Linked DNA regions of Mus musculus: region 1 is linked to region 2. Evidence: chromatin contacts called from public ChIA-PET data. All regions are on one chromosome and are shown on one strand. Each heading gives the region's core, a stretch centred on a gene start, on an enhancer-like site or on the middle of the called end of the contact. The rest is flanking DNA. Distances are from core to core; before and after follow the strand shown. Region 1 overlaps Phlpp1 (PH domain and leucine rich repeat protein phosphatase 1). Region 2 has its middle 18 kb from the start of Gm7160.

What was found. ChIA-PET counts read pairs in DNA pulled down with a chosen protein or histone mark.
Region 1: a contact with region 2 is called in an RNA polymerase II ChIA-PET map of memory CD8 T cells, with 12 read pairs. The contact joins two enhancer-like sites. A contact is called at or near these places in 2 of 115 datasets of contacts at active chromatin or transcription factors (memory CD8 T cells and thymic regulatory T cells).

Annotation. Positions count from the first base shown.
Region 1 is chr1:106,320,269-106,322,968 of GRCm38.p6, reverse strand. All of the region lies in intron 4 of Phlpp1 (PH domain and leucine rich repeat protein phosphatase 1), which reads right to left. Among named protein-coding and RNA genes, the nearest start is that of Phlpp1, 150 kb to the right of the region's middle. Within about 2 kb of position 1,383, at least 61 of the 459 cell types and tissues checked have an H3K27ac peak or open chromatin away from gene starts, as enhancers often do. A contact at or near this core is called in memory CD8 T cells, where this site is marked.
Region 2 is chr1:105,970,333-105,973,289 of GRCm38.p6, reverse strand. No RefSeq gene overlaps it. Among named protein-coding and RNA genes, the nearest start is that of Gm7160, 18 kb to the left of the region's middle. Within about 2 kb of position 1,454, at least 173 of the 459 cell types and tissues checked have an H3K27ac peak or open chromatin away from gene starts, as enhancers often do. A contact at or near this core is called in memory CD8 T cells, where this site is marked.

The DNA of each region.
Region 1 (2,700 bases), core at 134-2,633, 350 kb before region 2:
AATGTGAAAAGTGCCCGAAAGACAAGGCAGGAAATAGGGTCATGTGTTTCCCATTCCATGTGGACCAAAATACAGATTGAAGACTTTTAAAGAAAGGGATCTTTACTGCAGACAGAAATGGGAGTTTGTTCTCATCTCTCCACGTTTACTGTCATAGCGCACCGTGATTGTACACGAAGCTTTACGGGCTCTCCCAGCACATTCCTCACTCTCTCCTTGTCAGTGAATGCCAATTTCACATCTACTGGTAACTCAGTTCACTGCTTCCCTCTAAGTCTTCCAAGTCTTAAATTCATCCTTCCACCCAAAAGAAACATTCACCTTGTTTTAGGTGATACCAAGCTTATTTATACCCCACCCACTCTAACATACACACCTAAGGTTCACTAAAGTTGATCTTCAGGCATCACATCATATGATCAACCAAAAGGCATCTTACGAGACTTACGACCTATCCCTTAAGAGCCATATATGAATGCCACTGCTCAAAGCTCTTTGCAAACCTTCCTCTATATGTCTTAGGATGACCTTCTGTTCTCTTTGGTGACAGAGAAACCAAGAACTGGACTGAAGCACACCATCCTTGTGTCTGTCCTTCTCCACCCTAAATTCAGCTCTAGGCTAAATATGAAGGGGAAACAGAATAAAAGCAGAGACATTCCACCTCTATGGTCAAGAAATTTACACACAGAGTCAATTTAGAAATTTTCTAATGTTCATTACAGATGTATAGCAAGCAAGGAAGCATAAGCAATGTTTATAAATCAAAGGAGGAAATGAGCACATGGAATTGGACATAACCAAACTCTACAAGACATCTTTGGAAATATGCTTTCAAGGACAGGCAGGACAGATGCCAGGCTGGCCTGGGAGTGGTAAAGGGAGTGACAAGAGAGTGAACTGTATTTCAGAGCCTGGCAGTGGGTTTTGCTTTGCTTTGGTCTCTCCCCTCCCCCTCCTTTAGAAAAAAAAAACATTATGGGGGCTGGAGAGATGGCTCAGTTGTTTAGAGTACCACTGGGTACTCTTCAAGAGGACCAGGGTTCAATTCCCAACACCCACATGGCTGCTTACAACTGTATGTAACTCTAGTTCCAGAGGATCCAATATCCTCACACAGATACGCATGCAGGCAAAACACCAATGTACACAAAACAAAAAATAAAATGAAAAAAATCACGCTGTTCATTTTTTTTAAATGAAAAACTTGTTTTCTCTTTTTCCTACTACCGATTCTCGGTTATGAATCTCCGTGTCATGTTTCCTGAGTGGTCTCATTATGTAGTTTTGTTTTTCTTTTTTTTTTTTTCATCAAACCTTCAACCAAAGAGAAATGACGAATTACCAGTTTCACTTCTTTCTACAAGTTGCCGCAAAAGCCTGTTACAAAGAAGTCCGTATGAATAACAAGAAGTGGTGACTAAAAGCAGGTCCCACTACATTCTCTCATGTGCTCACTCACAATGTATTTAATGGTCTCCCTCACAATGGTAACCATTTCTGGGGGACCTGATGTGTACCTTCTAGGAATCTGAGCCCAAAGTGGATAAACACAACAAAAAGTAAGTAACAAAGGTCATGAGGTCAAGTGTCTCCTTAGGAAAGAGAGTTATACTGTAGGTCTCTAAGACAAAAATTAAAGGTAACCAAATGCACAAAAGTTAATGTTATAGTACTACTTCTATGCTTTAAAAAAAGTCCTTTACAAACTATTTCCTAGTATTCTGTAAAACTGTCAGGGAGTAAATAATCACACTCAAAGAACAGCAACAAACATCAATAACAAATCACTACTGAGAGAAATGTTGACCAGATATCTGATGTTACACTTGGCTTGTTATGTGTGCATGTTTTCAGTGTTATTTACAGTAGGAATAATTCATTAATAATCATATGTGAACTTCATGTCACTTATAATATAAATGTCTAGTAATAATAAACACTGAAAAAAATAACAAAATGACATGAATAAATTGAAATCTTTTGGTAGTAGCCAAATACTACTGGCTTCAGTTCCTACAGGTGTGGATCAAGTCTGGAAGTAGGCATGGTTCCCATGTGCAATGCACAATGAACTGTATAGAGACCCATGGGAGTTACAGGACAGGGAGAGCCAGAAGGACTAGGAGGTGCCCTATCTCCTCTGTGGCCTGCCTCCAAGAGGAAGGAACTTTTTTTATGAGTCAACACAGTACCTGACTCTCTCAAGACTGTGTGTGTACTTTTCAGAATATCTCCAGGCTCAATGAAGCACAGGGAGAGACTGGAGGTGGATTCAGCTCTTTCTGTTGCTGTTACCTTTTATGTGGTAATTTCTAGAACGTTCTCCCCAGTTTCTGACTCTCCTGCCACAATTTCCTGGAGAACTATAGTCCCAAAAGTCTTTCCTGGGTACAAAAACGTGACAATCAATCACCTTCTATAATTATGCCCATGTAGATGAGGAACCACAAGACTCTGCCTATCTTACCTATTGTGGGAGGAGGTTTTGGTTTTGTAGGCCTAGGAGTTGCCTGGAATTCCTGAGTCATTGGGAGTTTAGTTTGAAATCATTAGACATCCCAGAAGAAACAAATTTCACAAGATTATAATGTATAGTTTAAATAAGAGCAACATGATTAAGCTAGCCAGCGATCTTGGAGAAGATGAGAGCAAAACAAGCCATGGCTATATTGGCTTTGGGAAAGTCATGTTCGCAGG
Region 2 (2,957 bases), core at 205-2,704:
GGCAGAATATAATGTCATTGTATATGAAAGTGTCCTCAGGACGATGGGAAGGTGGCTCGGGAGCTAAAGGCAGCTTCTGTCAAACCCAATGTCCAAGCCCTGGGACCAGCATGGAGGAGGAGAGAACCAACTCCCCCGAGTTACCCTCTGATCTCCACATATACACCGTGGTGCACACAGCATCTTAAAAAAAATTAAAGCCAGCATTTAAAAGATTTTGGTAAGTTTTGTAACCGTGATTGCACCGTGAGGAAATAATCCTAAATCAGCAAAAAGGAAAAGAAAAATCTTCAAATGAATTAATGTTCCAAGATAACCTTTGAGCAAATACATCCACTATAAGAGAATGGCATGTAACTTGAAAAATAGAGCCTGAATTTGTTGGGTTTTTTGGTTGGTTTGTTTTGTTTTAAATATTTATTTATTTTCTTTATTTACATTTCAAATGTTATCCCACTTCCCAGCCCCCCAAACCCCCTCTCTTATCCCCCTCCCCCTGCTTCTATGAGAGTGCTCCTCCACCCACCCACCCACCCACCCACTCCTGCCTCCCCACCCTCGAATTCCCCTGCACTGGGGCATCAAGCCTTCACAGGACCAAGGACTCCTCCCATTGATTCATGACAAGGCCATGCTCTGCTGGATATGGGTCCCTCCATATGCAGCTGGAGCCATGGGTCCCTCCATATGCAGTTGGAGCCATGGGTCCCTCCATCTGTACTCATTGGTTGGTGGCTCCTTCAGTCCTTTCTCTAACTCCTCCATTGGGGACCGTGTGGAGCTTGGATTTCTACAGAGCATCAAGTAACTGTTTGCCAAGAGAAAAAAAAATGAGATTATAGACCCTTCTCCATCTTGTGACCAGAATGTTCCTCAGCCCAGAGAGTTCTCAGCACTTTGTGTAGGTCCCTTAAATTCACTAGCGAGTTGGGAATCCTTGGTGATCCGCTCACTCTGTAGGATTTCCCAGGAGCAAGCCAGTGTGTTCACAAACCGGTACCTAATCTAATAAAGTAAATGGCTTTTCCTTGATCTAAAGTGGATAGACAAGGTACTGAGCTCTCAATATTTTGAAAGCTCCTGCTAGGGAACATCTGCCTTGCAATAACTGGTTTATTTTAATCAGGTTAAAAAGCAGAGAAGAACAATAACATCATATGAGGAAAGGGAAAGGGACTACACTGAGAAACAGAACTGAAACTTAACTAATAAGGACCGGAAAGGAAACCGAAACTCAGCCAACAGCACAATGAAAACAAAATCCCCATCCAGGTAGGAGTTTAAGAACCAGCATTATCAGAAAGGCAAAGTTCCCCAAGTAATAAAGTGTACTGGAAATGAGCCAGCTGTCTGACCGTGTTACTCTTCTGAAAAAGGAGAGATAACATCCTGTGTCAGCCTGACGAAGCACAGGGCACCGAGGCGTCTTGCACTGGGAAGGCTTTAGTTCCTGTCCAACCACCAGCGTTTGGAGTTGGGGAGGGCATGAAAACTGAATCCGTGGGGGCAGCAAGAGAGGATCATGACAGGGGAAGGTTGGGGCAAATCATCTGCCCTGCTCAGCAGGGGCCTCTAGGAGAACAGTGCAAGTTAATAGAGCATAAGCAGCAATTCCGGGATGGGGATCAGGAAACAAGATGAGTTGCACAGGGCACGGGAGCAGGGCACACAAGACATCAGTCTGTTAAGGAAGATTCTAGATCAGCCATTCTCAACCTGTGGGTTCTGACCCACAGGAGTCACCTAAGACCACCAGGAAACACAGACATTTACACTGTGATTCATGACAGCAGCCAAATTAGTTAAGACATGGCAGTGAAAAATAATTTTATGGTTGGGGGTCACCACAATGTGAGGGTCGCAGCATTAGGAAGGTTGAGAACCACTGATTTGTAGAGCTTTGTTTTCCTGGTGTCCTCCAGCCCGTTTGGCTCTTACACTCTTTCTGCCTCCTCCTGCAGTGGGCTTTACTGAGATCTGGAGGTGAGGGATTTGCAGGAGACCTCCCATTTAGAGCTCGGTGTTCCAAGGTTTCAATCTTTGCTCAGTGTTTGCAGAGCCCAGTTTTAAATTGGGTCCTTTGTCTTCTCGGTTCTTTGGGTTTTTTGTTTGTTCATTTGTTTTTGAGTTCTTTTTATATTCTGACTATTAATCATACATATATGTGTATGTATAGATATATAAATATATACACACACATACATAGATATATATCTGGCAAAGATTCTCCCTCAGCCTGTGGGTTACTCTTTACTTGACTGATGGTTTCCTTGGTAGTACAGAAGGCTTTAGTTGTATGAGGACCCACTTGTCAATTGTTGGTCTTAGTTCCTTGGCAAAAGGCTTCCTCGACCGAAGCTCCTTCCCACCTATGTTATGCCTATATTTTCTTTTAGCAGTTCCAGTTTTTTAGGTGTTACATGAGTTCTTTGACCCATTTTAAGACAATTTTTGGTCAGGGTGATAGATACGGCTATTATTTCATTTTTCTACATATGAGCATTCAGTTTTCTCAGCACAATTTGTCGAAGATCATGCCTTTTTTCCAGTGCATATTTTTGTCATCTCTTTCAAATACACATACAGCTGTAGCTATGTGTATCGTGTTTGGGTCTTCTAAACTAATTTATAAAGATCAGTAGCTTTTCTATATACACCAAAATTCTCCGAAAGAGATCATGGAAACATTTCCATTTACAATAGCCCCAAAGAAAATTAAGTAGGAATCAGTTAAACCAACGAAGTAAAAGATGTCTGCAATGAAAACGTTAAGACTCTAAACAAAGAGATTGAGCAAGACACTAGAAAATGGAGCTTCCTTCATACTTATGGGTTGTCTGAGTCTATTATGACAATGGTGAATCTACCAAAATCAATGTACAGATTCAATACAAGCTCTACCCCACCCACCCTAGGCTCCTGCCAACCACAAATTGCTTTTTTTGCTTTCAAGGGTT